2 separate regions of the Mus musculus genome follow, and region 2 is linked to region 1. A link is a contact called in public HiChIP or PLAC-seq data. All regions are on one chromosome and are shown on one strand. Each heading gives the region's core, a stretch centred on a gene start, on an enhancer-like site or on the middle of the called end of the contact. The rest is flanking DNA. Distances are from core to core; before and after follow the strand shown.

Region 1 (6,218 bases), core at 3,280-5,779:
AGCGATGCACGATGGCACAAGACACCTCAACACAAAGTTCTCAGCACAAAGGAGATGAATTTGCCCCAGAGGGTCAAAGGGCAGGAAATAAGAGACAAAGAGAGGAGATAGAGGGTGAGGGAGAAGGGAAAAAGAACAAGGGAGAGGGGGAAGGGATATTTTTTGCCCCAGAAGGACAAAGGCTAGAGAGGAGACAGCTGTGGCCCATAGGCAAATGGCAGTTTATAAAGGGAAAAAGAGGAAATCCCTGCTCTAGAATGATTTGGTTTGTTTTGATGGGGGATGTTAATTAGGGTAGCCAAAAGGAGGCTTTTGATTGCTGGACTTCAATATTTTGATAGCTGGACCTTGGTGATCAGCCGGCAGGGAGAGGAAGTGGCCGAATGAGGGAAAAGACCTTGCTCGCTACCTTTAAGAATACAATCTAATAATTTAGCAAGGTTGAGTGGGAGAAGGGCGAGGTATACTCAGGCCTACTAGAGCCCTTCACTTAGCCTATTTGGTGAGTGCCAGATCAGTGAGTGGCTCTGTTTCAAAATCAAAACCAAAAAACGAAACAAAGCAAGAGACGTGAATGATGTCAGGATGTCAGAAGAATCCTCAGGCCTCCACATGTATGTGCAGAAATGTGTTCAGTACCCGCCCACATGCACAGCAACACACTCTTGGAGTGTAGACACACACACACACACACACACACACACACACACACACACACACACACACACACACAGGCTGCAGCATAGTGACTGGCTCTTCAATGACCTTAGAAGACACTAAATATTCATCCTCTGGGCCAGTCTTCTTTCTAAAAGTTTCCAACTTCTGTCCCTTGCTCCTAGTGACTGTCCCCCTCTGGTTCTTGTTGCTGTCACCCTGGTGCTTGACATTTCTTGTCTGTGTCCTCTATATGTTTTTTTAACCAAACGGTCACTGAATAATAAACAATGTTTTCTATTTCAACTAATCCAAGAACAGAAGCCCAGATGATGAAACTTGAGTCTGGGCTTATTTTGTTTTTTGCTTTCCACAAGAAAGCCAGGAAGCCAAAATTTTGGGCTAATATGGTACATTTTTGGCTCTGAAGGGGGTTTCATGCCTGCCCCCTGGATCTTAAAGGTCAGAATGAGGTGGCTGAAGTGGAACAGCCTCCGGGTCCAGTCTGATGCTGACATGATCAAGACGTAAGGAAAAACTCAGCAAGATGATGATTAGTGACGGTGAGAGACCCGTGTATCATGTTCAACCCTGCTAGTAGCCTCTCTGCAATCAAGGACCTCTCTGCAATTACGTTCACACAGCTGATGGCCTGCAGGCTTTCCCATCTGTGCCTGACATAACAGGAAATCCACATGAGGGCAGTAAAGGTTCCACCCTGACTGGCCACGTGCATGGTTTGATGGGTCACTGTGTGGCAGTGCCACACACTCCCCAAGGAGTTCTTGGCCACTTCCAGCGGGTTCAAAGGGAGTTCATTTTCTTGCACAAATACCTAGAGTGCACGTGACTAGGACTAGCAAGCCGGAATACACTGAAAACAACCCAGCCTTTTGTCAGCAGGTCCTAGCAGACACTGGAGCTACACTTTTGTCACCTGACAGGAAATTCGAATTGGGTTAGTCCACATTGGAATGGAACTCTGTGGCCCTCTCTGTGACTGGGGGAGGAGGGGTGACAAGATTCTGCTAGGACTTGGTAGTTAACTAGTTAGCACAGACCTGAAGCACCAGCCCTACTCTGGCCTCATGGAGACCTAGAGCTCTCTAGAACATCATTGTTCCAAAGGCAGCAAACTATGAGTCAGGCGTATGATGGAAGGGTGTCTAGAAGCTGCATTTAACAAAAGGAAAATGGTTGATTGACTTTTAATAAGATGTCAAGCCATATCAAATATTATTTCAATTAAAAACTATTAACGCTTCACTATATAGCTTCTTCCTTGTGGATCAACTATATCCTAATTCTCAGTGGCAACTTGGGGGGGGTCATTGCTACACTGGGCAGGGTAGCTCTGGAAACAGTGGCTAGTCTGCTGTGAATGGAGGGTGGTTAGAGCTCCTAGTGGATAGCTTGGGAAAGTTGCACTTCACAGCCACTCTTCTCTAAAGTGTGTTGTGGAGGATCTGCCTTCTGTGTGATCAGCGCTATTAGAGAGGCTTTCCTGCCGTGAGACATGAATGAATGCCAGACACATGGAACAGCTTCAGTATTAGATAGACATGACACCATTTGTCAGTGAAGGTGGACCTGAGACAGGACCAACGAGGTAAGAACTGGATGCAGGAGGACTTGCTAAATGCAATGGCATCCAGCACACATCGTTCATGCTCTTGTTATGAGGATGATGCAGAGAGAAGCTTCAGGGTACACGTACCTTAAACTATCCCATGTGATAGGATTACCTCTGATTGCTGTAATTGGGGCGTTCTAAAGGAAACATGTTACAAGCCTGAAGAGAACAGAGATGCTGGGTCCCAAAGCGCTGTCCAGATGTGGTGTATGGTAATCAGGGAAAATGGACTAGTGTTGAACAGAGGCCAAGAGGAGTGAGGAAGCCTCCATGTGGAAGGAAGGCTCGCCAGGTCCTCGACCGGCTTGCTGGGTTGACACTTACAGGGAGACTAACAAACACAGGTCGGGGCCAGTGTGGGCTGATGTTTACAGGCAGAGAAGGGCAAGAACCCAGGAGGGAAAGAGCTTCAGTCTGCAGCCAATTTCCCTTCCAACTCAAAATGTGTTTTAATCTTTGGCTCGCAGATAGAAGCGCACGGTTCCATCTGTCTGTCTCCTGACCAGGAAGTCGACTGTGCTCATGCTTAGCCCTTCTCTGGCCTTTAGCATATACCACTAAGTTCCATGTTGGGCTCAAATTACCAATACATCATAGATTGTCTTTCTTTCTTCCTTCCTCTCTTCCTTCCTTCCTTCCTTCCTTCCTTCCTTCCTTCCTTCCTTCCTTCCTTCCTTCCTTCCTTTCCTCCACCTCCTCCTCCTCCTCCTCTTCCTCCTCCTTCTTCTTCTTCTTCTTCTTCTTCTTCTTCTTCTTCTTCTTCTTCTTCTTCTTCTTCTTCTTCTTCTTCTTCTTCTTCTCCTAATGAAAGATACAGAGCTGTTTTCTTCCTCTGCATGGAAAGAGTGAAGAGTTCTGAGTAATATGCCTGAAATACACTCTGATTTCTCTGAAGGGAAATGATCTTTTAAAATGTGAAAATACAATGTGTTCCTAGAGGACTCTCTCCTCTTGGGTGGATTAGCTTCTTACAGTGACATCACTGAAGCCACACAAGGAGAAAGGAATCTTATTAAAACATGAAGAAAAGAAGAGTCAGAAAGGAACACTGTTTTCAGCTGTCACCAATTCCTTTCTCTTCCTGGTCTGAAACTTGTAATTATGTTCTCAGTGGTGTGGTTGTCGGGTGGGGCTTGGGAGCCGCCAACAAAGCATTTCTGTTTTTCCTGGAAAACATCATTAAAATTAAAAATAAAGAATCAGAGCTGATTTGAATTGAAAACAAGCCGTCCCTACTATATTTACTCTTTCAATCTGGCTAAAAATAAAAGAGCAGAGGAAATAACAGAATATCATTGTTTCCATTGATAGGTTTTAAAAATATAATAGAAAAGTAAAATGTGAGTTAGAAATCTCATAAATGTATACATCTGAAAAAAAAATCCTTGAATTCACGTTGAACTAACTTAAGAGGAAAATTCATCTTATTTAAGAGGAAAATGCTTTGGAGTGTTCTTTTTGGGTTTGAATCATTTCCCCCCACACAATGAAAGGGATGCCTGGCAGGAAATCAAGGAACTCCTTGGGTCCTGGCTTCTCTGCCTCTCTCCTTCTTTTCCTCTCAGATGTTATAGTTTTATTTGGTCGGAAGGATTCCCTGACAAACATCTTCATACCACTCCTGTAAACTTAGGAGAAGTCCATCTACTCATCTCTCAGCAGCGCAGCTCAGTCTCCGGCCCTGCAGACTAGAGAGGTCTCATTTGTCAGTTGGAAGGAACCTTGATTGCTTAGCCTGGGGATTCGAAGGTGCCAAAAGCCAAGCCTGCCCTTTAGGCTTGCTTAACGAATGTGTACAGTTGAGGCTCTTCTTAAATACCCAAAGAGCTCCTTACGACTTTCAAAGCACTGCTGATGGGCTGCTCAGTAGCTCTTGACTCTCTGGAAAGACTCAGATTTTCGTAGGCCTCCAGGAAGTGGCTGTTTGTTGTAGTCCTCTGTACCAGAAAACATGAACAATAGCACTGGTCTTGGGCAGACACTCAGCAAACTTTGTTTAATTGTATTTCCTTACTCTGGTTTCCAGGCCCAGTCCTGGTCAGACCTGGTGTGTGACACGAATGCTTAGGTGTCAGGAAAGGAGGTTAGAAGGTCGAGAGACTTCAAGGAGACTATTTGCATTCCTGATAAAGGCTGCTGATAGATAGGCAACTACTGGCCAGCATCCAGACATATGCCAGTTCATTTGGGCTGCACAGGGCCAGTGACACACAGGCCACAGTGACCCACAGTGGCAGGTCTACAAGCCTACAGACAAACACACATAGGCAGGCTGGCAAAGGCTCTGGCCTCTGATAGTAAGACTGTATTCATGTAGAATCACAGAAAAGTCACACTCTACCAAAAATAGTTCTATAACAGACTATGTAATTGTTTATTTTGGGGTTCTCCAAATATCAGGTATCAGACATTTTGTGCTGACTCATAGATTTCCCCCTCCCATCACACCCTGCCCATGCCCTTGTCAGACATGTTTTTGCTGACTCATAGCAGATATTCATACCTTGTTCAAGTGTAGACAGGCCCTAGGGTTTTCTGTTTCTCACACAGGACCACTTTGTCTTTATTCTTTATCCTGTGTCACTTGCTACATTTCATTCCTGTTCTTCTTCCAGTACACAAAGTCTTTCTGCCATAGAGTCTTGGTACAAGCTGATCTCGAACCTCAATCTTTCTCTTTTCTCTCACTTATCCTCACATTTCCATTTAAACAGCAAAACCTCAAAGAGACTGTCTAGAGATTTATTATTATACATAAGTACACTGTAGCTGTTTTCAGACGCACCAGAAGAAGGTGTCAGATCTCATTACGAGTGGTTGTGAGCCACCATGTGGTTGCTGGGATTTGAACTCAGGACCTCCGGAAGAACAGTCAATGCTCTTCCCTGATGAACCATCTCACCAGCCCAAAGAGACTGTCTAAAATGCTAACATTGTCTTACTCCATGGCCTTCTGCCATACTCCATATGTCACCTTATTATATCCATTCTCTAAATGCTGTGTGTGTGTGTGTGTGTGTGTGTGTGTGTGTGTGTGTGTGTTGCACAGAGACTAAAACCCAGAGTCATTCTTGTCCATGCTAGGCCAGCACCTTAGTTGTCATCCTCAGCTCTGTTTCCCAAATCTTTATCAGTTCTTCAAGACCACGTTATACGACCATCTCCAAAGTTAGAATTTAAGCTTAACGAGGACTTTACTTAGTGGCTACGTCTCTATTACTTCATTTTGACTTTACTATTGTGTTTGCTCAATAAAATCTGCCGATTAAAATTAGTGATGGTTTTAATGACGATTTCAGAGTCTTCCAAAGCAAACTAATCTTTTAAGAGGTCCATATCATAAGCTTATTTGCTTCAGTGTCGTAGTATTGAAGAAATAAAAAAAATCTTTTTGGTACTACAGCCCAGTGGATGTTAAATCAATTCCACATGTAAATAAACTTGCCCCAGCTCTGCCTAAGAAGAGCAGCAGAAGCCTCTGACCCAAACAAAAGACAGCTTTAAAGAAGCATAGTCTCTTGTCATGGCCAATGGCTCCCACAGTGGGGTCTCATCATGGGCGATGCACAGGTCTATCTTGATGTGTAGCTTCTGGAGAACATGCTCAGCTTAGCATCTCTTTCTTGGACAATTGGTAGGATGCTACTGTGTAAGTCACACAAGTGGTCATTTAGACTATTTGTAGCTGTAGTTCAGTAGATCACATGTGCCAGTCTGAAATATATTGAGGGTTTTTTTTTTTTTTTTGCTCTCACCTCTAAATGTTCTAAAATTTCTGAAAATTTCCAGTCAAAGTTTCCTAACCTTGAGTATTTCATTATTGCCAGACAACATTATTGCCAGTAAACATTGGCCAGGGGCTGAAGAGGTGGTGAGGCTAGTGTTAAGTAGTTTCTAACCAAAGAGTGGAGAATTCCTTTTCTGTCTA
Region 2 (6,445 bases), core at 3,121-5,620, 100 kb before region 1:
CTTCAGAAAACAACAGCACACAAATAGGAAATGTCTCTAATCACTTATAAAGGAAAGCATGAAATTGGAGCTGGCTTACAGTTCAGAGGCTTAGTCCATGGTGTCGAGCAGGGAAGCATGGCGGCATGCAGGCAGACATGGTGCTGGAGAGGACCTTGAGAGGCAGAGAGAGAGAGAGAGAGAGAGAGAGAGAGAGAGAGAGAGAGAGAGAGAGGAGAGAGAGAGAGAGAGAGAGAGAGAGAGAGAGAGAGAGAGAGAGAGGAGAGAAGGGAGGGTGCGAGCTACTGGATCTGGCTTAAGCATTTGAAACACAAAGCCACCCCCAGTGACATACTTTCTCCAACAAGACCATACCTTTTCCAACCAAGCCACACATCCTAAACCTTTTAAATAATGCCACTCCCTCTGAGCCTGTGGGGGGCATTTTCATTCAAAACACCACAGTATGAAGGTGCACCGCACACATGCCCAATGACTGAGGAGGCCAGAAGAGGGCATGGGATTTCCTTGAACCAAAGTCACAAACAGTTGTGAGAGGCCATGTGGACACTGGGAACCAAACCTGGGTCCTTTGCAAGAGCAGCCAGTACTCTCAGTGAGCTATCTCTCCAGCCCTCTGCCACTAGATTTTTAAGGGTTCTTTCTCCCACACTGTGAATGTGTTGTGAGCTAAAAATCTTAGTGTTCACTGTTGGGAGCAGAGGCTCAAAAGCCTGCATGAAAACTGTTTTATCCCCAGCACCTCAAAGGAGATAAACAATTTAACTGTACTAACGCTTAGATTTTTTTTTTTTTTTTTTTTTTTTACACTGTTGGTGCCGTGGGCAGGATGTCTGGAGTGAACTTTGGAATGCAATGTATGTACTATGCTTCATCAGTCAGTGGTCACCTGTCCAGGGAGGATAACGCGCAGCCTTTGTGTCCACTAGCCTTTTGCATTTGTGAGGTGGAACCTTAAGACCTGCCTGTTACAGTCATCCCAGGATGACCCAATCACAAGGCAAGCACTTGGTTTCTCTGGTCAGAAGCTCTGCATTCCGATTAAGCATGCTTGGTAGAGTCAACTGTGTCGCTGAGGGTGGCAGGGTAAGCCGAGAGACAGGTTCCTAGAGAAGCAAAGGCTCTTGAGCGGACCTCTTACCATTCAGTGAGTAAAGTAAGAGATGACATGTAGGATCAGGTTTTCTCCAGTAGAGAGATACTCGCTCAGTGCCGACGGACCAGCGGGTGCTGCTTTCTGTTGCAGAAGTTGTGGCCGGCCTTAAGATCACTTTCTTTAGCCGAGGCCTCCTAGGGAGTGTGAACCTGAAGTTCAAAGCTGTGTCAGGTGATGCCTGTGAGGCCTTCGGTTGCTAGGCTTCTCAAGTTCTTTACTCCCACAACTCGGCAGAATTAGGGCTGCAAAGAAGTCTGATTAGCTGTCCAGTGAATAGGAACGAGAAAGCATCTTATCATTTTTTTTTTTTTTTTTGGAGGAGTGGTTCAAAAAGGAGTGTGTACCCATAGCCGATGCACACAGAGACTTGACCAAACATTTGCTGGCTAAAGTCTACTGAGAGGCTTGCATATCAGATTTATGCATATGTAAATTTTACATTAGATCCTATAATTATGTGTAAATATAAGCCCTTATATTTATAAATGTTTTTAGATGTGCCCTTGAATTTTCTTGTTCTTTGCTGGGTAGGGCAATCTGTTTCCAGGATGGAGGCTGCTAGAATGGAAAGCAACAGCTCTCCATCCTTTTGGCTCAATAAACTCAGCCCAGGAAGTACAGCTGGAGCCTGTCTGAGGCCATGACCTTCCCCAGGGAGCAGCTCTCTCTAATTTATGGTCAAATGGACTGGAAAACAGCAACAGCGTGTTTAACTTAACATACAGAGCAGTGGAGGATGACCCCGGTGCTATGGGAAGAGGCTAGATCTGGGAAGCAAAAGGAAAAGGAGCAAGATAAGAACGTGGTTGGGCTTGGTTGGGAACTAGAAGGAGTTACAAGAAAAACAGTATTGTTGTGATAGTGTCATCGTCATCATGATTTTGCAGGTGCGTAGTAGTTGAAATTGAGCCCAGGATCTGCACATTGTAGGCAAGTACACTGATTCACATCCCCTGCCCCAGGATAAAGGACATTTTCAAATTCCATCTATCTATTTATCAATCTATCTATCTATTCATCAATCAATCTACTTACCTACTTATCTATCTACCTATCTATCTAGTGGGATACAGGTCTCTCTTGCTCATTGGTGTATATACCAGGCTGCTGAGTTTCCAGCCACTCTGCCCTTGTTGTCTCTCTCATCTGCTGGGCCTGCACATGCCTGCATTACTGTGGTTAGATTTCTCTGTGGGTTCTGCAGACCCAAACTCAGTCTGTCATGCTCCAGTGGCAAGTGCTTTAATCACTGAGCCATCATCCCTCAAGCTCCCGTTTAGTTCTTTATGCGAAAGGGAATATTATTGTCTATATAAATTTGCTTTTATTTCTAATAAATAGTAAGATTATATGCATACAAAAGTAGTATTTTAATATTAATTTTGCTAAGATTTATTATCAGTAAATGTTTATATTTTTGTAACTGTCTATGGACCTATATCCCTAGGGTTGTGTAAAAATTTCTTGGACACAAAGGGATGCAAAAGTTTTAAAATTTTGTTATAAGAAATTATAGTTATTGTGATGAGGAAATGTTCTTTTTTTAAAAAAGGTTTATTTATTTATTTATTTATTTATTTATTTATTTATTATATGTAAGTACACTGTAGCTGTCTTCAGACACTCCAGAAGAGGGAGTCAGATCTCGTTATGGATGGTTTTTTGAGCCACCATGTGGTTGCTGGGATTTGAACTCAGGACCTTTTTTGGAAGAGCAGTCAGTGCTCTTACCCGCTGAGCCATCTCACCAGCCCGGAAATTTTCTTGTCTTACACATTTCATACACATTTGACACACTGTCTCTGAATGCTGAGAGAAAGGTCTTTATAGCTCTCAGTGTACACTTTTAGAGGGACTAACTCGTAAGATGACCAGTTTCGTGTGACAGTCAACTGTACTTTTGTTCATTGACAGTCTGAGGCCAGCTTGGCTTGCATCAATTTGTGATCAATTTCTCTAAATGATTACCATTGCTTTAGAGTGCTCTGTGCTGATCTCACTTCTATGGAGGACCGAAAAACGTGACTGAACACATACCCTGGGCTATCCTGGAGCTTACTATCTGCTTAGACACGTCAGCCAGGACAATGGAGAGGGTTAGAGGCTTTCATTAATTACACTAGTTGAATGCAGTGGCTGTGGTTTTCCAGGGCTTTTTCTATGTGGGCTGGTTTGTTAGACTGGAGAGATAGAGTCAGGGACTATGAGAACAATAGGTCAGGCAGTCTGCTACTCTGGGTGTGAGTTCCATACACAGTGTAACAATCTTGATGGCTGAGGAGCTCAGACCTCCTCATTCTCCCCAAAGCCTATCACACGAATTAGCTCAGTCACCCTGGGAAGGGGACTAGATAGGATTTTACAGCTGAAGGAAATGCAGAGCCTCTGCTTCAGGGGCAGGATTTGTACAGATTGCCTCGCCCTAGGTCCACCATCCTTCCCTCCCCCGAAACAGGGAAGAGTGAAGAGGATCTGAGGCCCCTAACATCGTACGCATGAAGATGCTGCTCTGGCTTTTCAAGAGATCAAATCATGCAGCTTGAGTGGGAGGCATGTTCCCTCTCACATACAAGCCTGCAGTGTCCAAGGGAGATTTAACCCATGAGTCACGGAGTCTCTTTTCTCCCTAGTCCTGCTCTCTGCCCAGGAAGGCTGATCTGCATGGAAGGGTCAGTCTGTAAGAGACTCAGCAAGAGAGAGCATCCCTACCCCAGTGTGTTTATGTACCAAGAACTCCTCCTGAATCATCACAGCTGGCAGCATCCACTGACCAAAGACCCCATCCATCTCCTGATAAGTGGCTTTCCTCCAGATAGTCAGTCTAAAGCTTTTTAGTCAAAGCCCTTCTCTCTGATGCTCTCCCTGCCTGGTGCTAGTTCCAGGATGCTACAGGAGGAGCCCAAGGGCTTCTCACCAGTCTGCTCACACCTTTGTAACTTTGTAACTTGCTGTATATGCAAAGTTCCCAGCTGGGTCCTTTCGTTCCTGCTGGGAGGCTGGGCAGAGTCTATGCGAGGCTGCATGCAACCACCATCCTCCCCTTTCCCCCCCCTCTCCCTCTCTCCACACACACACACACACACACACACACACACACACACACACAAACACAAACACACCACACAATGTGTCCTGGTCTCCCGCTATGCCATTGTGTCACTATAGTAACTTTGCCTGGTTGTTGCCACCTGGCTCTTCACTACTCTGCCTGGATAGGTTTCTAACCTACAACAGGCAGAGTCATCCTGAGGGGCTCGGCTGTCTCTTGGGGAACTTGTTTCCTGATCTTCATGTGGAATTTCTGATGTGACGAGCTGGGTTGCATACTTTTCCCTGGCCTTCGTAACAGGGGTCCTGCATATTTACCAGTCCTCCCATGGCCTGTGAGCTCCCAAGGTCATAGAACATTCTCCTATACCTTCCATGTTCAGCATCATTGCTTGTTCCTGCTACTGTACCTGTCAGTTTCAGTGACCTTGAATCTGGCTACTACTTGGACCTTGGCTATCCCATCCTACATCTCATTCATTCCTGGTCCAACAAGCTCAGAATCTGTCTAGACATCTCTGTGTTAATCCCATCAGACCTCCAGTGTAGGAGAAAAAAAATTTTTTTTTTCTGTCAAAATTAGGAGACTATTAGAATACTTGAAGTAGAGACAAAGACAATGTATGCATATCAATGAGAGTAACTTATTTTGTAGAAGGATTAAAATATATGTTAACCATATTGCCAGTTAATAGTTTATAGTATATAGGTGTATGTTAATCAGTTTTCTGCTACTCTAATGAAATGCTAGAGATAAAAAAACTTAAAAGGAAGAAAAGCCCCTTTTGCTCACATGGCTGCTTTGCCCTATTGCTTTGGGGATGTGGTGGCTCGGTGCATCACGGCAGAATGCATGGCATAGGATTATTGACCTTAGGGAAGCCAGAAGAAAAGAAAAAGACAAGGAAGGTCTGGCTTTGGGTATGTCCTCCAAGGGCTTGTCCCATTTCCACTCCCAGACTTTACTTTTTCCAACTGTGACCCATTTCATAAAGATTTCACCAACTCCTAACATTGCCATAGCTGGGGACCAAGATTTGACCCACGTGCCCTCGGGGATGCCTCTGCTCCTGCTTGAGTCCCTGCCATGGCTTCCGTCAGTGATGGGTTGTCACCTTGAAGTGTAAACCAAACCACCCCCTGCCTCCCCAAGTTGCATCTGGGCATGACATTTATTACAGCAAGAGAGAAGCAAGCTAGAACACAGGAGATCCCAGATCCATGCTGAACTGAGGCTTTTCTACATCTGCTATGGTGGGAAGAAGATGGGAGCATTTATTTATTTTAAAAGTGAAAATGGCATAAGAATTTATTTAGAAGTCAAACAGATGGACTTTAAGGGGAAATTATATATATATATATATATATATATATATATATATATATATATATATATTCACCCCCACACACTGATTATGGAACCTGTCTTATAGATCAGGCTGACCTTGAACTCACAGAGACCTGCCTGCTCTGTCCCCCTACCTTCCTCGTACTTGGAATTAAAGGTGATACCATCATGCCCCAATGATATTTGTAAATTTGTAGGTGTCAGGCATCCATTAAATCTTTCTTTGGAGGATTCCAAAGATGGGTGGAAGCAATATTCCTTTTTGCCATGAAAGCCAGAAGAGCCACCAGGGCACAGATGGAGGCTCAGCCAACTGGATACTCAAGAATGTGCAGTTAGAAAACAGTGACATGAGTGGCCCAAGCAGCTCTAAGTTACTGAGAAGACAGCGAGAAGCCAGGACACCATCTTTGGTGGCCTGGTATGACCTTGGCCATATTCCCAGATGCACAGTTTTCCTTGGCTACACTTTCTTTAGCCATTTCTTCGGCTTTGTGTGCTATTAAATCCTTTCAGTTGATTCCTTCTCACAACTAAAAACCCAATAGGCAGCAACATAATATTTAATTGACTTCTTTTCATTTTTAATATACAGAATATTGTAGTGGATTATCTACAAAACTGTCACCCCTCTATTTAAGATTGTTTTTACTCAAGTTAGCATATCAAGCAATGGGTTTTACTGTGGCATTTCCAAACACATGCATCACTATTCTTTGTTCTGATTTATCCTCCTCCTTAAGACCATTTGTGGGTGTGTTTATGTGTGCGCAGGTGCATGCATGTGTAGGTATGCACAAGTGTGTGAGTGGGTGGGGAAGTCAGAGATCAGCCTCTGGTGTCAATCATCAGGTTGTTGCTCTCTTTGCAAAACTCCACGGCTACTATGTAGT

Evidence for each region. HiChIP or PLAC-seq counts read pairs in DNA pulled down with a chosen protein or histone mark.
Region 2: an H3K27ac HiChIP or PLAC-seq map of extraembryonic endoderm stem cells shows a contact between it and region 1. The contact joins two enhancer-like sites. A contact is called at or near these places in 4 of 39 promoter capture datasets (the C10 cell line, cranial neural crest, embryonic stem cells and 1 more), 1 of 484 Hi-C or Micro-C datasets (liver) and 3 of 115 datasets of contacts at active chromatin or transcription factors (embryonic stem cells, extraembryonic endoderm stem cells and fibro-adipogenic progenitors).

What each region holds. Positions count from the first base shown.
Region 1 is chr12:31,143,767-31,149,984 of GRCm38.p6, reverse strand. No RefSeq gene overlaps it. Among named protein-coding and RNA genes, the nearest start is that of 6030469F06Rik, 22 kb to the left of the region's middle. Within about 2 kb of position 4,529, at least 34 of the 459 cell types and tissues checked have an H3K27ac peak or open chromatin away from gene starts, as enhancers often do. A contact at or near this core is called in extraembryonic endoderm stem cells, where this site is marked.
Region 2 is chr12:31,243,741-31,250,185 of GRCm38.p6, reverse strand. No RefSeq gene overlaps it. Among named protein-coding and RNA genes, the nearest start is that of Gm24613, 12 kb to the left of the region's middle. Within about 2 kb of position 4,370, at least 15 of the 459 cell types and tissues checked have an H3K27ac peak or open chromatin away from gene starts, as enhancers often do. A contact at or near this core is called in extraembryonic endoderm stem cells, where this site is marked.